Linked DNA regions of Sus scrofa: all the other regions are linked to region 2. A link is a contact called in public HiChIP or PLAC-seq and promoter capture Hi-C data. All regions are on one chromosome and are shown on one strand. The core of a region is the stretch at or near the end of the contact, and the rest is flanking DNA. Distances in the headings are between cores, read along the strand shown.

Region 1 (3,012 bases), core at 57-2,556, 160 kb before region 2:
CTCACCCAGCTGGTGTACCTGGCTGTCACGCCAGTTCTACAGGCCCCCTCTTGCTGCATGCTGAGATGTGATTAAACCTGTATGCCTACTGGAACCGTGTGTAAGACATGGTGTGTGCCTGCACACTGGACCCAAGTCTCAGGGACAGTGCCTGGTGCATGAATGGATGCAGTTTTTTTCTTTTTTAAAGGAGAACTTGTTTTCCTTAAATATTCCATCACATTATTGTAAGGATGTGGCATCCCCATCAGTGTGGCCTCTTTTTGGAGAGGGATCAAAGAGCCTGACCCCTAATTTTTTTTTTTTTTTTTTTTTTTTGGACATGCCCGAGGCATATGTAAGTTTCAGGGCCAGGGATGGGAATAGCACCACATCAGTGACCTGGGCCACAGCAGTGATACCAGATCCTTAACCCACTGAGCTGCCAGGGAACTCCAGCCCTAACTTGGACTCTCTGGTCTGGAGTTCCCAGAAAAACCAAAGAATTCCTCTTAGTTCAGAAAACAGGTCCTGTCTATAAGGCACAAGGCCCCAGGCAGAGCCTCCAGGTTTGGATAGAGGCTGGGAGAATCTTTTATTCCGGCAGAGAATTATCCTCTGGGAGCTCACAGGCACAAGGCCCAGAAGGCAAATGCCACCAGGTGCACCTGTCCATGGAGAGACGGGGCTGTCTTTACACAGGCTACCATACCCAAGGGTGGAGGCCAGTTTACAGATGGAGAGACAGAAAATTCATGGTATGACCAAGGTTCCACACGGCTGAGCGATAGGATGACATCAGAGCATGTGTGTGAAAGGCGGTCTGGGCTTTTACAAAAGCCACAGCTAATATTTATATTATAATCATGACTCACAATTATAAGCATGACTCTTACCATGGGTCTGAGTTCGACAAGAATCTCCCCAGGCAATCCGAAGGCTCCACAGGCATGCACCTTTTTTAGGTCCACTTTACAGATGAAAAAAATGGGGTTCAGAGAGTGAAGAGCTCCTCTAAGGGGGGGTGGGGGGGCCCGAGGTGGCTCCACGAGCAGGTGCGGACATCAAAGCCCAGGCGCCGAAGACCACTGCGCCACACGGCCTCTCCTGGGACGCCGCCAGCCGTTCCCATTCTGCTTGGGAAGCCAGAGCAGCGCGAGAGGGCAGAGGCGTGGGGCTTCCTGGCTATGTGGCGGGGCTGCAAGAGGCTCTGTGCGGATGGGTTGGGGGGTGTCAGCGAGGCGGGACCCGCGCCCTTGGCCTGGCCTCCGCGCTCCGCACGGCAGCTGCCCCGGCGCCGCCACCAGATGGCAGCAGATGCTTTGCGATCGCGCCTCTGGGAGGGTGAGGACGGCGGGGTCGGGGCGCCGACCTGCGGAGGCCACTCGCGGCGCGACCTCAGGAGCCAGACCGCCTCCTCCGGCCGCCCGCGTGGCTTGCGCGGTCCGCGACCCTTAGCTCGGGCCGCGAGGGAGTGCGCCCTGACCCCCTTTCAGGTTTTACCGCCGCCGCCTCACGCGGTTCGGGCGCGGACGTGTTGATTGGCTCGACCGAGGCCAGAGAAGCCGGAGGAGCGAGCAACCCCCTCGGGGAGGGCGCCCGGGCAGGTGGCCTGGAGGCTGCAGGACAAGGTCCGGCCGGACCGCCGCCCCCGCAGCGCTCCCTCTGACCCGCCTGTTTTCACACCGCTTGCTCCTCTGCCCCCTCGACCCTGTGCGAGGGAGGCTGTCACCCCGCTCGACCCCCAAGGAGACTGTGACTTGGTCAGGTCCAGGGCCTGGCTGAGGGCGCACTGGTGGGCAAAAGGCCCAGAGGGACCCAGCGCCGGGTCTCTGCTCCAAGCCGGGCCTCGCACCGACGGCGCCCAGAACCTGGAAATGAGCCAGAAATGATGCATTTGGCCATTTGGCCAAGAGTGGGTGCGGGCCCCCGGGGCAAGCCGCGGGCACTTCCCGAATCTAGGAGGTAGATGGGGCAGATGGGGAGGCAGGCAGAGCCAGAGCGAGCCAGGCTGGAGCTGTAGGAGAGGGCCTCGAGTTTGCCTTGTGAGCCATGCACGCTGGTGCAGAAGGGTGCTGACCAGGGAAGGGAGTCGCAGCGCCCGGGGGCCCTTAGCTGCACCCCACAGGGCTCCAGGCAGGAGTTGAGGGGCAGGTGGGGGCGAGCAGAGAGAAAGCCGGGAGGCTGGTTCCTGCTGAAGCCTTTGAGAAATTGGAAATAGTGTCTCACAGTCAACGCTGTAAAAGCCACGAATAAGAGTGACCGGGCCATCCAAAGCCCACCCGGCCAAGTGCACTTGCGCTCAGCCCTCAGCCCACAGCCGGACTGCTCCTGGGGTGGGGGCAGGGGGGTGTGTGTTAGTCGTGTTCCTGGGAACGTTGAAATGGGCGCCTGCAATGTGCACACTGCGGTGCTACACATTTCTTTCGGATTCCTTAGAAAAAGAAACACTCGAAACAGTGCAGTAATCAAAACACAGGAGGGGAAATGAGAAAACGTAATTGAAAACGGCAGTGATGTGGAGGGGAGTCAGCTGTCTCAAGTCCCCTTCCTGGCTCTCTCACCTACTCCCTCTGCATCTCACCTCTCTGGGTCTCCCTAGCTCATCCACTAAATGGGATCATTCCACAGGATTGCTGTGGGATTTAAGAGGAAGGATAGACTGGAAGGGGTGTGGAATTGTGAAAGGGCTGAGGACCCACCATTGTGCTCCTTGGTCTCAGACCCCCTTAGGCTCTTGCGTTATTTTATTTTATTTTTTCTCACTTCACTTGTGTTTTATTTTGCATTGTATTTTTTTTTCCACTGTACAGCATGGGGACCAAGTTACACTTACACACGTATACATTTTTTTCCCACCCTTGTTCTGTTGCGATGTAAGTATCTAGACATGGTTCTCAATGCTACTCAGCAGAATCTCATTGTAAATCCATTCCAAGGTGCATCCGATAACCCCAAGATCCTGACTGCATTGTATTTTATTTTACCTGTTTCTCTGTTTTTACTTTTTCTTTTTCTTTTTCTTTTTTTTTT
Region 2 (3,183 bases), core at 29-2,528:
AACTCATCAAGTTGTATACATTAAATTGGTACAGAATTTTTTCTTTTTTCTTTTTAGAGCAGCACCTAGAGCGTATGGAAGTTCCCAGGCTAGGGGTCGAAGTGGAGCTGCAGCTGCCAGCCTACACCACAGCTACAGCAACACAAGATCCCAGCCCTGTCTGCAGCCTACATACACTGCAGCTTGTGGCAATGCTGGATCCTTAACTCAATGAGCGAAGCCAGGGATTGAACCCACATCCTCATGGATACTAGTCACATTCTTAACCCCCTGAGCCATAATGGGAACTCCCAAGTACAACCCTTTTTTTTTAAAATGTCAATCATAAGTAAAGTGAGATATCTATCTGTATTTAGATAGATATAGATCTGTATTTCAGGCACGAAGATACCCAAAGTACTTTCCCATTAAAAAAAGAAGTAAGAAAATTGTTCTGGTAATATGAAAGAAGCCCACCCTCTGGTGCCCACAGCACCCTGGAAAGCGAGGCACAGTGCTGGTTACAAGCAAGGGCTTTGAGCCAGGTGGAACCAGGCTGGAGTCTGGACTCTGACACTCCCTACCATGGTGGCCTTGGGTAGACCTTCCTCTCTGCACCTGGGTGCCTCCCCGCTCTTGTCAGTATTATTTATGGCAATGGCAACCACCGCTACCTTGCAGGGTGGCTGTCAGAATTACGTGAGATAGTCCATGGAAAGCTGCCCAGAAGTGTTTCAGATTTGAGATGGTTCGAGGCCAGCCAGCACTTGTTGGGGGGCAAGGGAGATGGAGGAATGGCGTCTCCATTAGCCCCTCTAAGTGTCCCCTGGCCCTTTTGTTACTCCGCCTTCTTGCCCTTTGCACCCTCCCGAGAGGCGGGGTCCTCAGCTGCAGCTTTGCCCCGAAGCAGGACCTCCTCTTCCCTTGAAATCCTAGAAGCCAAGGCGGCGCTTGGCTCTTTCAAACCCCAAGACCCAGAGGCCGGCACTCGGGCCGCCCATGTTTGACTCTGTCCCACACATTCGCCGAATATTAATTCAGCAACTTTCCTTGCCAAGGCCTCCGTTCTCTCTCCCGCGCCCCGACTTGCGGGGAGAGAGAGGGTCGCCGGGTCCGAGAGAGGCTCTCCCGAGAGGACCCCGCGCTTGAGCAAGGTCCAGGGGACCCCCCCCCGCACCCCCGCCACCTAAACCGGGTGTCGGCCGGGTGAAGGGCAGGGTGCGCGGACCCAGGGACCTGGCTCCAGATGCCCCAGCCGGGCGGGGCCGGCAGCGCGGCGACGGTGACGGCGGGGCGGGTGGGTGGTGCCCGGAAGGCCCGGCGCGGCCGAGCCGGAAGGCGGGAGGGCGGGGCCTGCGCGCCGGGCGGGGCGGCTGGTGTCCCCGCGCCCGTCGCCCTGTGACCTCGCAGCGCCGCCTCCGCAGGTAAAGGGCCTTGCGGGGCCGCCGGAGCCAGGGGGTACCCGGCGCGGCTGGGGCGCCGGCTAGACCCGGGCCTGGCTCTTCCGCGCCGGGACGGACGCTGTTAGTGCTTTCATTTTCCATGTGAAGAAGACACGGAGGCAGGGAAGGGTGTGTGTCACCTGCCGCAGGAACGCGTGTGTGCGTGTCACCTGCTGCAGGAATGCGCGCGCGCGTGTGCGCGTGTGCGTCTGTGTGTGTGTGTGAGATCTCCCTGCAGGAACTCGGTGCGCGTATGGTGGGTGTGATACACGTCAGGCCGAACCACCATGACCTTCCCCGCTGGTTTAGAGAGGATCTGAAAGGGAAGTAACAGATTGGGGGGCCAGGGGGCGGCGCAGGGTTGGGGGGTGTTAGTTTTGTGGGGACTGATAGCTTATTTCACCTTTAAAAAAGGAAGTAGGAGGCGTTGCCATCATGGCTCAGCGGAAACGAATCTGACTAGGATCCATGAGGACTCAGGTTCGATCCCTGGCCTCGCTCAGTGGGTTAAGGATCTGGCATTGCTGTGAGTTGTGGTGTAGGCTGCAGACACCGCTCAGATCCTGTGTTGCTGTGGCTATGGTGCAGGCCTGCAGCTACAGCCACGATTGGATCCCTAGCCTGGGAACCTCCCTTTACCCTGCTTGTGGACCTAAAAAGAGCCCCCCCCCCACAAAAAAAAGGAAAAGAAATAGGAATCTTTTGAAAGTTTTGAAGCCACCTGTTCATGGGCCATGTAGGGAGGTGAGTGTGCGCTGCTAGCACCCTGCTCAGCTCTGGCCTGGGTTGCTGCAGGAGGTGGGCCCAGTGTGGCTGGCTCTTTTGACTTTTCAGCAGAAATTGAAAATCGGAGGTGTATGTGAAATGTCTTGATTTTAAAATTCTGGCAACTAATTCATTTTTTAAAGTCTGTGGGCTAATCTGACAATGCTTACTGATGGGATCCGCCTGTGACCTTTGCACTGGGCGTAGAGAGGTGGGAAGGTCCAGTTGGTAGGAGCCAGTGAGTGGGCACGGTGAGGCTTAGTAAATTTCACCAGCGAGGTAGAAAGTAGTGAGGATTCCAGGTGAGTCGGATCATTCTGATTCTTAAGAGGCTTTGCTCTTCTTTTCTTTTTGTCTTTTTAGGGCCACACCTGTGGCATATGGCAGTTCCCTGGTGAGGGGTCGACTTGGAGCTGTAGCAGCTTGCCTGCACCACATCCACAGCAACACAGCCACAGCTATGTGGGACATGAGCCATGTCTGCGACCTACACCACGGCACATGGCAACGCTGGATCCTTGACCACTGAGCGAGGCCAGGGATCGAACCTCATGGATGCTAGTCAGATTCGTTTCCCCTGAGCCGAGATGGGAACTCCCTCTACTTGTCTCATTTTTGAAAGGCACTGTGTGTGTGGAGGTCTCTGTTAGCCCTGCAGCTTTCCTCTCCCTCGTCTCTCACAATCTGGTCCATCTCAGCAAGCCAGGCTGTAGTCCCAGGGACGGGCTCGGCTCCCTCTCCCCCAGATCCCTGCTGTAATCAGCAGACCAGCCTGGGTGCTTGCAAGAAACCAAGGCTTCACATTGGCATTTGCCTTCCCTGTGGCTGGCAGATGGGCTTCCTGTGACCAGAGCCTGTTTCGTGAACAAATCTGATTCTGAAATAGGTGTGATGGGGGGGAGGGGAACCCTCCCATCCTGTTAAGGTCTGTCCCCATCAGAGTGCTCCTCCTGCCTCCTCCTTCCCCATCCACTTCACTGCCGCTTACAGACAAAGG
Region 3 (3,095 bases), core at 321-2,820, 220 kb before region 2:
ACTCTTAAGGCTCTCAGAAAGGGAAATCCAACGCACAAAATAATTCAGAACAACCAGAGCAAAGTCGGAAAGGTTCCCACAATTTATCCCAACAGGTGGTTTCCATGCAAACCAGGATTTTTGAGGTTCTATGACAAAGCCCCTCATCTAGCTGACCTGCTTATATTGTACACCTATGTAAGTAGCCATTTTTATACAGAAATACTCAAGAGAAAAAGCTAGGGATTCCCAGTGTTTATAATTTTCAAACAAATCCTAACCTTTATATCCAGGATACTCTCAATATGGCATAAGACATTTTAAGTAAATTAAACGTTGCCTTTCAAAGCAAGAATTTCAATTTCAGGAGACAGTGAGAAACTTGAAACGATACAGAATCCAAGGCGGGGGGAATCTCAAATTAAGCAGTAATACTGTATTTCTTAAATGTGTATACTTGTTCATATACAATCCCATTAGGAAATACAAAACGTTCTTCCCCCTTTACTGGTATTAAAACTCACTTATATAATTGAAGTTATAAATTAATAAAAGAGCATTCTATTTTGACAAATACTAAACCAAAGCTGGAACTGCATATAAAGTGTATCACTACAAACTTTATAAAACTTCTAGGTGCAATCAGACAAAGAGCAACAAACAGTATATACATCTTAGCAACCATGAGATAACAAGCTAAAAAAATAAGATGACACTTCGATTCACAGCGTGCCCTTAACCAAGAAAATTCCCACATACTGTTATATGCATTAAGATTAAAAACTCCCGTTCGTACACAAATTAAACAGATTAACGCAGCATCCCTCTTCCCCATCCTCCCCTCCCCTCGAAGGTCAAAGGGCGCCAGACAAAAGACAACAAAAGCACGTGATAAAAGTTTCTCCCTACGCGCTCTCCAGGCCTAGAGGCTGCGCGCCTCGCCCGTTCGGGGTCCGGAGTGAGCTGGGCCCAGACCAAAGGGCTGAGACCCACTGAAGTAAGGAGGGGGTCTGCCGGGACCTGCAGGGAGCAGCTCCCAGCCCCGGGGAAGGGGCGCAGGGCGCTGAGGATGTGCCGGGGCGCGGGCGCCTCCCGAGACCACTGGCGGAAGCGCGGGGCCAGAAGCGAGGCCTGTTACCTTTTCTTGCTCCTCGCGGAGTCGCGCCACCTCCGGGGCGCGCAGCGGCGCCGCGGCCGAGGCCGAGGCCGAGATGTGGGGCTCGGGGTCGGGCGAGGCCTCCATGGCGGAGGCGCCGGGGCCTCAGCGGGGCGAACGAGTCCTAAACAAGTGTTTATGGAGGCGGCGTGGCCGGCGGCTGCCCAGCGCCCGCGTGCTCGCCCTCATGCACTGCGCACCCCGCGCTGAGGAGGCCGCGCCCGCCTTCTCCGCTACCGCGGCGGCCGCTGCTCCCGTCCGGGCTGCCCGCGGCCGCATCTCACACGCGCATGCCGCCCGCCACCGCCGCCACCGCGGGCTCGGAGCAGCAGGCCGGCCGTTGAAGGGGAGAAGCGCCGATCCGGTGCGCCTGGGCCGAGCCAGGCGTCCTGTGGCTGCCGCGCCTCCTCCCCGCCTCCTCCGCAGGCCCCGCCCCTCGCCCCGCCCCGCGCGGCACGCAGGATGCGCGCTTCCTCCTCCCCTCGTCCCGCCCCAGGTGAATCACGTGGTGTAGGAGCGGAGCGAGGCGGCTGGCTTAACTAAAGATTATTCTGCTTGTAGCCCTCTGGAAGCCTTCATTCTAGCGAAGACGGATGCTCAGTTCAAGGAGGTGAGCCCTGTCTTGGCCTTGTGCACCCCCTTCATCCCCCCAGGTGTTTAGCGCTGCATCTGGCGGTAAGAGCTTAATTGATGCACTAATACTGCTTCATAAGCACATTTAATTTTTGGCAAATTCAACCCTTTCTTGTGCCCGTCTAATGAATTAAAATAAGCAATTAAATTTTGCATGTATGTTAATTACTGCACATATAAGTTTTCCTCATATAAAGCTATTGTGCTTAAATTAATATATTGCCATGTGTGGTCTGTTTAAGAGGCTTTTCGAGAATAACTTTGCCCAGGGTAGTCCCCGTCACTGGCTCAGCTTAACGAACCCGACTCATAGCCATGAGAAGGAAAGTTCCATCCCCTGGCCTCACTCAGTGGGTTAGGGCTCCTGTGTTGCCATAACTGTGGTGTAGGTCACAGATGAGGCTAGGATCTGGCATTGGTGTAGGCCGGCAGATTCGGCCCCTAGCCTGGGAGCTTCCATGTACCAAGGGTGTCGCCCTCAAAAGACAAAAATAAAAAACTTTGCCCATACTTTTTCTTTTATTTCAAAACTCCTGTAACCTCTTTCTCACTCATCCTCTGTACACAGTAGGCACCCAATTAATGCTTACTGAATGGAACTGGCCTTTCACTAACAAGCATCCCTGCTCCAATCCCTAACAGTAGGGTTGGGTTCTGTTCCTTCAGCATTGTGCAGTTGGGAATGAGCTGGGAGGTGTCTGCAGGTCACACCCTCATCTAGCTGCTTGCTGGATTTCTCTTCCCTTGTGGCCAGCACCCTTTTTCCATTTGCTTCAAAGAAGCAAGAAAAACCTGGCAAATGGTAGATGTTAACTGCTCTCTTTTCCTCACTGCATAACCAAGATCAGTATGTCTAAAACAGACAGACTCTGACTACTTTATACCACCATCATCTCCCTGTCCTGAACTACTTCAGTAGCTCCTTCTCTGGTCTCCCTGCTCTCACTTTTGCCCCCCGTAATGGACACTGGCAACTGCCCACCCTGACTCCCCTCAATCAGATGTACAGCCCTGGCCCACATAGCCCCTGTGCCTGTGGGAAGCTTATCTACTCCCAGCTCCAATCAAAGAATAATGCATCTTCCTTGTAAGTGATTAGTTTAGGAATGGGCATGTGACACTCTACAGATAGAGGTTTGCTGGAGGCTTCTGAGAAATTACTTCCTCGTTCTTTTCAAGTGCACCCATCAAAAATCTATCCTCCCCTTAGCTCAGAAGTACAAAGTATATGGCCCTGGGTTTTTTAGGTTGAGGAAGAACACCTAGACACATCCTAGACTCAGAATCAAGTTGAATCTGTGACCAGCAGAGCCAAGAGACAGAACCT

What was found. Promoter capture Hi-C pulls out the DNA fragments that hold promoters and counts their contacts. HiChIP or PLAC-seq counts read pairs in DNA pulled down with a chosen protein or histone mark.
Region 1: a promoter capture Hi-C map of fetal liver shows a contact between it and region 2, with 4 times the contacts expected there. The contact joins the enhancer-like site here to the promoter of C6H19orf12 in region 2. A contact is called at or near these places in 3 of 5 promoter capture datasets (fetal liver and liver), 21 of 47 Hi-C or Micro-C datasets (alveolar macrophages, blood, brain and 13 more) and 1 of 2 datasets of contacts at active chromatin or transcription factors (alveolar macrophages).
Region 3: an H3K27ac HiChIP or PLAC-seq map of alveolar macrophages shows a contact between it and region 2. The contact joins the promoter of URI1 here to the promoter of C6H19orf12 in region 2. A contact is called at or near these places in 1 of 5 promoter capture datasets (liver) and 1 of 2 datasets of contacts at active chromatin or transcription factors (alveolar macrophages).

The regions. Positions count from the first base shown.
Region 1 is chr6:39,983,280-39,986,291 of Sscrofa11.1, reverse strand. No RefSeq gene overlaps it. Among named protein-coding and RNA genes, the nearest start is that of URI1, 59 kb to the left of the region's middle. Within about 2 kb of position 1,306, at least 16 of the 83 cell types and tissues checked have an H3K27ac peak or open chromatin away from gene starts, as enhancers often do. A contact at or near this core is called in fetal liver, retroperitoneal adipose tissue, skeletal muscle and 1 more, where this site is marked.
Region 2 is chr6:39,823,164-39,826,346 of Sscrofa11.1, reverse strand. It overlaps C6H19orf12 (protein C19orf12 homolog), which reads left to right and starts at 1,278. Exons shown (of 3, transcript XM_021094253.1): 1 at 1,278-1,403.
Region 3 is chr6:40,041,795-40,044,889 of Sscrofa11.1, reverse strand. URI1 (unconventional prefoldin RPB5 interactor 1) reads right to left here and starts at 1,570. Exons shown (of 11, transcript XM_003355831.4): 1 at 1,118-1,570. The coding sequence starts at 1,222.